Regions from separate parts of the Sus scrofa genome. Here regions 1 and 3 are each linked to region 2. A link is a contact called in public Hi-C and HiChIP or PLAC-seq data. All regions are on one chromosome and are shown on one strand. The core of a region is the stretch at or near the end of the contact, and the rest is flanking DNA. Distances in the headings are between cores, read along the strand shown. Region 1 holds the start of TYK2 (tyrosine kinase 2). Region 2 holds the start of KRI1 (protein KRI1 homolog). Region 3 holds the start of ICAM3 (intercellular adhesion molecule 3).

What was found. Hi-C and Micro-C count contacts between places; a contact is called where the count stands out from the background. HiChIP or PLAC-seq counts read pairs in DNA pulled down with a chosen protein or histone mark.
Region 1: a Hi-C map of skeletal muscle shows a contact between it and region 2, with 4 times the contacts expected there. The contact joins the promoter of TYK2 here to the promoter of KRI1 in region 2. A contact is called at or near these places in 1 of 5 promoter capture datasets (liver), 1 of 47 Hi-C or Micro-C datasets (skeletal muscle) and 1 of 2 datasets of contacts at active chromatin or transcription factors (alveolar macrophages).
Region 3: an H3K27ac HiChIP or PLAC-seq map of alveolar macrophages shows a contact between it and region 2. The contact joins the promoter of ICAM3 here to the promoter of KRI1 in region 2. A contact is called at or near these places in 4 of 47 Hi-C or Micro-C datasets (embryonic fibroblasts, liver, mesenteric adipose tissue and 1 more) and 1 of 2 datasets of contacts at active chromatin or transcription factors (alveolar macrophages).

What each region holds. Positions count from the first base shown.
Region 1 is chr2:69,182,133-69,184,835 of Sscrofa11.1, forward strand. TYK2 (tyrosine kinase 2) reads right to left here and starts at 1,274. Exons shown (of 25, transcript NM_001114670.1): 1 at 1,164-1,274.
Region 2 is chr2:69,335,823-69,338,522 of Sscrofa11.1, forward strand. It overlaps KRI1 (protein KRI1 homolog), which reads right to left and starts at 1,282. Exons shown (of 19, transcript XM_013987437.2): 1 at 1,048-1,282; 2 at 864-937; 3 at 7-112. The coding sequence starts at 1,141. CDKN2D (cyclin-dependent kinase 4 inhibitor D) reads right to left here. Exons shown (of 3, transcript XM_005654859.2): 3 at 1,606-2,562. The coding sequence ends at 2,203.
Region 3 is chr2:69,148,908-69,151,607 of Sscrofa11.1, forward strand. ICAM3 (intercellular adhesion molecule 3) reads right to left here and starts at 1,314. Exons shown (of 5, transcript NM_001145379.2): 1 at 968-1,314; 2 at 1-6. The coding sequence starts at 1,058.

The DNA of each region.
Region 1 (2,703 bases), core at 24-2,523, 150 kb before region 2:
GTGGTGTAGGTTGCAGACGCGGCTCGGATCCCGCGTTGCTGTGGCTCTGGTGTAGGCCAGGGGCTACAGCTCCGATTCAACTCCTAGCCTGGGAACCTCCATATGCCGCGGGAGCGGCCCAAGAAATAGCAACAACAACAACAACAACAAAAGACAAAAAAGACAAAAAAAAAAAAAAAAAGAACCCAACCAGTGTCCATGAGGACTCAAGTTTGATCCCCGGCCTCGCTCAGTGGGTTAAGCATCCCGAGTTGTGGCAAGCTGTGGCAGTGGGTCACAGATGAGGCTGGCATTGCTGTAGCCGTGGCAGAGAGTGGCAGGTATAGCTCTGATTCAACCCTTAGCCTGAGTACTTCCATATGCCGTGGGTGTGGACCTAAAAAAAACCCAAAAAAACAAAAGCAACAACAAAAAACTGACATTGTAAATGAATCTGTGCCTTTTCAACACTGTTCTGCCTGTTTCAGTTTAGTACCTTGACATAGACATGAAAAAATAACATATAAAAACAAGAATGAAGTAATTATTGGTTTGATCATCATAATCCTTCTGCCTCTTTCAAGCCACGATTACTGCCTCCTACATCCATCCCCAGGAGCGACATGCAGGCCCTGCTGGCTCCCTGAGTGGAGGAGGGGCTGTGCTCAGCTCTCTTCCCAGCAGTCTGGAACTTTTTGAGAGCTAGGCCCAGGGCCAAGGCCCCCTGAGGTCTCCAGTATTTCCCAGAGGGGCTGTCAGCAATTCCACCGATATTACTGATTTAAGCAGTGATGGGGAAAAAAAGAATATTGTAATAGCACAATGTCGGATTGTCAGGAATCCTTTCTGAGCCTGTTTCCTCATTTGGAAAGTGGGCATATAACAGTCTCTCCCTCAAAGGGTTGTTGGGAGGATTCAACGAGGTGAGGCAGGGAAAGAGCTCGGCACAAGGCCTGGAATGCAATACACGATCGACAAATGTTCTATATTATTATCTTATTAACGTTCGAAATAAGATCCTGGAGATAGGGCTTTGGGGGTGACCATCTCCTCCTTCCTCGTTACCATTGGGCCCAGACCCAGCTTTGAAGATGGGATCTGGGTGAGACCCGCAACCCCCCACCCCGCAACATTGAAACCTCCAAACCCCGATGGTAGGGGCAGAAATCGCGACGTGCACCCACCGGGTAAAGACCAGTCTTAAGGCAGTGTGGGCGCTTCTACCCACCTCCTGCCCAGGGTAGTCAGTCTCCGATCTCCCGCCGGCCACGCCATTCCTGAAGATCTCCTGGGCGCGCCCCCACGTGCCCCGATCTAGACTCACCCTTTAGCGGGAACTCTGGCTCGAACCCGGGACCCCGCCCCACAGCCCCGGGCCGCCGCCGCTAGATCGCAGCTGGGACACCTCCTCCTATTGGCTGCCTGAAACAGGCACACTCATTGGCCGCCGTTCTGCTCCGCCCTTTCTCTGCAAGGGCGGCGCTCCTATTGGTCCCGGCTTCACTTTTCGCTCCGCCTCGGGAGGAGGAATGAGGTCTTACGGAGTCTCAGCGACTTGTTAACCACCTGCTGGTGGACCCAAGTCAGGCTTCCGCACCCGAATCTGGTGCAAGCCTAGGTCCTCACTTCGGCGATTACGGCTGCAGCGGGCCGCCATTCAGTCCTACAACCCCCTTGCCAGATGGCCCTACATTCCATCCAGCCTCTTCCCTATCTGCCAGGCCAGCCTTGCTTTGAGGGTGAGAACGTCTTCCTCCACAGGAGGAATTTCCGGCCACCTGCTCACATCCCTTTTCTGATCGCCTGTAGCTCCGTCCTTTGAAGCCTCTTTGCTCTCTAGGTAGCAGCTTGGACATCCCACTTGATCCCTACATAGCACGTCCCTGCCATTTACGGAGAAGGTTATGCGCTGAGCTTTTTACACACTTTATCTCATCTGTAGTCCTCTGAGGGCTCTCTCTCTCTTTTAAATTATCTATTTTATTTTATTTAAAAAAAATTTTTTTTGGTCGTGCCTGCAGCATGTGGAAGTTCCCCAGGCCGGGGAGCAAACCCACACCACAGCGGTGACCTGAGCCTCCGCAGTGACAATGAAGGATCTTTAACCCACGGAGCCGCAAAGAAACTGAGGCACAGTGAAGTGAGGAAGAATTTCTCCCTGACCAAACTTTAGCTCTCTGAGCCTTTTCCTGGCTACCCCTCAACCTAGCCCCAGTCCTACCTTTGGGCTGCACAGTCCAGTCTGAGCAAAGAATCCTTGTAGATCATCCCCCAATCCTTGATATCTGATCAAGTTTCTTCCCACCATTGATGTATAAATCCTTGGCCTATCTATTTTTTTTAATTTTTATTGTACTTGATTTATAATGTTCTGTCAATTTCTGCTGTAAAGTGACCCAGCTATACATACATACATTCTTTTTCTCATATTATCTTCCATCATGTTCCATCACAAGTGATTGGATGTAGTTCCCTGTGCTATACAGCAGGAGTCTTTTTTTTTTCCCTAAATGGTGGAACCCAAGGCATATGGAAGTTCCCAGATCAGGGACTGAACCAAGCCACAGAGCCACAGTTGTGACCTGAAGCACCAGATCCCTCAACACACAGTGTCTCTGCAGTGACCCAAGCTGCTGCAGTTGGATTGTTAGCTCACTAAGAACTCCGCTTGGCCTCTCTTTAGCAAGAACACTGTTATGTCAGTTTAGCAAAAATCCCGCCTAT
Region 2 (2,700 bases), core at 32-2,531:
CCAGACCTGTTCTCTGATAGAATGTGGCATCTTTCTTGTAAATCCGGGGATCCTTCTTCTTCAACAAGGATAGAGTCCTGTAAAAGTCTCGCTCCTGCTGGGGGTCAAATTCCTAGGGCAGGAAAAGAGGTGGAGACAGATTTCAGAAGGAGGCACCTGGTGATGAGGGCACCAGGGGTAGGTGGGCTGAGAGGGTGTGGGAATTAGGGTGGGGGAGGGGCATATATTAAGAAGCAGGAAGGGGAATCTGGCTAGAGAGGCAGGTGGGGGGTGGAGGTCTGGATCTGAGTGGAAGAGGGGGGCAAACGGGTGGAGGAGGGAGAGGGGCCGTCTTGGGGGTGGTCCACACATAGGATATGTACAGGATATGAAATGGAAGTAGTGGGTAAGGAGAGGTTACTTCCTGGCATCAGTAAGGGATTCAGGACACGGGGCTAGGTGGGCAGAAAGGGCACAGGAAGAATGGAGAGAAAGGGCTGGACCACTCAGGGAGACTGGGAAGATCAGGGCTGCTATGGGGAAAAGGTGGGTGCCCCATGTGGCAGAGGGATGCCCCACTTTGGGGAGAGCGGCAGGCGTTGAGAAAGGGTTAGACTGTTAGGGACAAAAAGGTGGACAGACAGTTTACACCTCACAGATCAAGATGGGCCAGGAGCTCCGAGGTGAGAAGGGGGAGGTAGGGGGAATCTGGCCACCCCCTGGGGATGGGGAGGACGCTGTCTGGCTCTCAAGGGAATGAAGGGCGGGAGTTGAAAGCTCCCCTCGGCGCGCTGGTGATGAGGGTAAGCAGCTCCCTATAAGCCGGGCAAGGATGGTGTGCTTGGAAGCCTCCCCAAGTTCAGGACGGAAGCGGGTAAGCTCACCACGCGCTCATCGCTGGAGTCAGACTCGGAGCTGGAGTCGCCACTGCCGTCCTGGTCTCCGTAGCGATCTTTGACTGTGGGGCACAGATAGGAGCCCTCAGGTCAGCCTGGGGGACCAGATCAAGCCCACTTCCTGACCGCCCGGCATGCGCCGGCGCCCCGCGCGCATGCGCCCCGCACTCACGCCGCTGCAGCTCCTCGCGCTCCCGGTAGCGGCCGTACCGCGCAGCAAACGCCGCGTTCACCCGCAGGGGCGACGACCCGCGCGGCTCCGGCATGGCGGCTCTGGGCACACTGCGCAAGCGTACGGAGGGCGCCCCAGGGGGCGGGGCTACTCCCTAGCAAGCTAGCTTTAAATGGGGCGGAGCCTCGTGGACGGCACTTAACCCAGCCCCTGGCCCTTCCGGGATCCCAAGCCCTGTGACGGCAGTCCCCACCCATGGGCCACGCCTCTGCAGGGAAGGCTACGGCCACCGCCCACCCCACTCCCCCACCCCCAGGGCTCCCGGCACCCAGCTGACATCTGGGGGCCCTTTCTCCACTCGCGGTTTCCTGCCTCCCTTCCGTTCCGACAGCGCAAACCGCTGCCCCACCCAGCTCACTCACCCCTTGCGCCCTGGGAATTACCACTCTCGCCCCTCCGCCAAAGGACCCACGATCCGCGACCTGGGTGCCCACCCCCACAAACATCCTGAATGCACGACTCTCCATCGCAGCCTCAAAAATCAGAAGCCACTGGCGCTATGATCATGCACAAGTCTTAATTTAATGGGTAAAAACATTAAATTACACACACAACAATTTTTTCCATAAAGCTTAATAAATAGAATGTGTTAACGCTGTACAAGGGACTGGAAAACAAGCTTTTAAACAAAATATGAATGAACTCATACTACCCTTTTACTGATTTGGAACACCCCCCTCCCCCATGCCCGAAAGCAGTGTGCACACTTGAGGTCTAGCTCTGGGTATAGCTGGCCAAGGTCGACAGGTTCCAGGAGCCTTGGAAGGAATGACCTCACTCTGGAGCTAGGGCTTTAAACGCTCTGCCCTTGGGACTTGTCTGTAGTCCCAGCAGTCTGGGGGGTGGAGGAAACTGAACCGTTTAGGTGGCTGTTGCCTGCAGGAGCCCTTCTCTGCCCAATACACCAAAAGGGGTGAGAGGAAAAAAAATGAGAAATGCACCTCAAACACACACACCCCAGAAATCAACACCAACAAGCCACAAACTTGTGCCCCTCGGCAGTGGGCAGGAGGAGCTAAGGGAGAAAGTGTTTCTTCCCTTCTCTTCTGACACAGAACCCAGCCGGGTCCTGTTGCTGGACTGGGTGGCCCCAGGTCACAGTGGTGCCACTGTGTGCCGCTGTAGTATGTCCATGAGATCCTGAGCACCTCTCCCCCTTGCCAGCTCCAGGGGTGTAAGCCCCCTGGCGTCCCTGTGATGGAGATCAGATTCAGCAGCCAGGAAGCTGACCACAGAGGTGTGGCCCTCTCTCACAGCCAGATGAATGGGGAGTGCCCCGGTGCCATCAGGTGCATTGACATCAGCGCCGTGCTCTACCAACACTTTCAGGGTGTCAAGGAATCCAGTACGGGCTGCATCGTGGGCCGGAGTGGTGCCGGAAGCATCCTGGACATTGGGGCTGGCACCTTGTTTCAGGAGCTCCTGGGCGATGGTGGGGCTGCCAAACATCATGACCTGTTGGGGGCAGAGGGTCAGGGGGTCCTCAAAGGAGGAGGCCCAGGAAAATGGGGGACTGGAGAAAAGGGTCATTCAGGAGTAGAGAATGCCAGAGACAAGGTCCTCTAGAGAATGAGAAATTTGGGGGAATATAAG
Region 3 (2,700 bases), core at 64-2,563, 190 kb before region 2:
GAGCACCTGCAAGAATTAAGGGAAACTCTGCTGGGGGCTCCAATGCCCCGCAACCCACGCATCCCATCTGCAGCAGGCCCCACCATTCGGCACCTCCTCTTGTTGAGATGGTCCCTGCCTTCCAGGTGTTTCGGTTTAGTGGAGAAATACATTCAATGAACCAGGAACGCAAGAGAACTGGGACAGAGGCCAGAGGAGACCCTGATCCAGTCACCAGGAGAAAGTGAGTCAGGGAAGGCCTCCTGGAGGAGAGGACCACTGTGGCCAGTTTTTTTTTTTTTTTTAATTTTCCCACTGTACAGCAAGGGGGTCAGGTTATCCTTACTTGTATACATTACAATGTGGCCAGTTTTAAAGGTTTAAGGAGTTATCCAAGTGAAAGGGTGATCCTGGCAGCTGGAAGAGCACAGGCAGAGGTGGAGGCTCCAGATGGAGCAGGGAGAGGTGCAGGTGTGCATGTGTGTTTTCGTGTTTGCATGCGTGTTTTCGTGTTCGCATGCATGTATGTGCATTTGTGTGTGTGTGTGTTTTGTGGAGGTGGCGGGGAACAAGTCAAATGCAGGGTTGGGCCTTAGGGAGCCCTGAGGGCTGAGTGCAGGAGCCATCACTCTCTCCCAAGGACATTGGTGAGCCCCCCAGCAGATCAGAGCTAAAGAAGCGTAAGTTGGGAGTTCTCTGATGGCCTAGCAGGTTGAGGCTCCTGCGTTCTCACCGCTGTGGCTCTGGTTGCTGCTGTGCTGCTGTCCTGGCCCAGGAATTCCCACATACTGCCTGTGTGGCAAAAAAGAAAAAAAAATATACAAAAAAACCCAAAGAGAGAACCTGAAATAAACGTTGCAACTCTCATTTAAAAAAAAAAAAAAAAAAGCGTAAGTTACCACAGCCCCAGGCAGCAGGGTGTGAGATGCTCTGTGGGCCTTCCCCTCCCCTCCCAATTCCCCAATTCCAGCCCTCCCCTGTACCTCACCTGGGGGTAGTAGACAGGCAACTAGAAGCAGAGAGATGAGGAAAATCCAGTAGGCCCCGGACGGCAGCCACGATGGCACCATGGTGGCCATCCTGCAGGAGGAAGTTGCCTTAATGAGGTGCTGGCTACCACGGAGCAAGCGAGTCACCCAGGGGAAGGAAGCACAGTCACTGCAGTTACGAAGGCTGCAGTCCAGGGGCCGCACCTTGTCCAGTCCTGGGGAGGGGCAGGGGATACTCTGTCCCCCCCGGGGTTCCGAGTTGGGGGGCCCAATGGGGTGGAAGGCTCTGGCAAGCCTCTGAGAGGGCAGACCTCAGTTAAACCCTGATCCCACATGAACCCACAGGAAGTGCTAACACTATCATCTTCCTTTGTTAACAGCACTGGAAAGCCTTAGGGGGAGGGGTGTGAAACATCTTCCTGTTGAACTTTGGTGAAGTGGGGCAGATGCTCTGTCCCAAGCAGGAAGTTACTGGGGGATATTCAGACACTTGCCTCGAAGTGATAGATAGGGTGGGACTTCAAGGCAACATTTCAAGGAGGCAACCATGAGCAGACTTGAGGAGTTAGCATGAGATCTCAACCTTCCTGGGGGGCAAAGAAGAGATTTGGAGGTGATAATGAGAGACCGCCTAAGATGAGTGAAGCCATGACAATGAACAGAGCTCACACTGATTGGGCACTTGTGCCAGGCTCTGTGTTGGCTGCCCCAATGATTCCTATGGGGGCCACTTACCTTTGTTTATTTATTTATTGTCTTTTTTTTGCTATTTCTTTGGGCCGCTCCTGCGGCATATGGAGGTTCCCAGGCTAGGGGTCGAATTGGAGCTGTAGCTGCCAGCCTACGCTAGAGCCACAGCAACGCGGGATCCGAGCCGCGTCTGCAGCCTACACCACAGCTCACAGCAACGCCGGATCGTTAACCCACTGAGCAAGGGCAGGGACCGAACCCGCAACCTCATGGTTCCTAGTCGGATTCGTTAACCACTGCGCCACGACGGGAACTCCTATTTATTGTCTTTTTGTCTTTTTAGGGCTGTACCCGCGGCATATGGAGGTTCCCAGGCTAGGGGTTGAATCGGAGCTGTAGCTGCTGGCCTATGCCACAGCCACAGCAAAGCAGGATCCCTGCCGCATCTGCAACCTACACCATAGCTCATGGCAATGCTGGTCCCAGAACCACTGAGCAAGGCCAGGGATCGAACCCACAACCTCATGGTTCCTAGTCAGATTCGTTTCTGCTGCACCACAACGGGAACTCCCAGGGCCCCTTACCTTTGAGGGTCTTGGGGGAAGGTCCCCACATTCCCTGGGTGCAGTGCCGAGGTGGGGTGTGTGGAGATGGCTAAATCTGGAACCACCGTTTGCCAAGGGGCTATTTGTAACCCCTTCCCCCTATCCCCATCCCCCCTTGCCCTTCCCTCCAGAGAGGTGGTCTTTATCCAAGAGAAGGGACTGCGGGGTGGGGGTCGGGTGGGCATATCCCCTCCATCAGCTCCATTTCTCAGACCACTGACCTGTCTCCTGTGCCTCTGCTCTGAGCTCCAGAGAGGGACTTTGTTGAGGGCTATGATGGTGTTTTCCCCAGTGGCTGCGACACTGCATTCTCCCACCAGCTGAGCATGAGTGTTTCAGTTTCGCTACATCCTTGTCAACACTTGCTGTTTCCTATGTGCTTTTCCTCAGCATTCATCTACTCTCCGAATCCCTGAGGCCACACCTCCTCTCCTCTC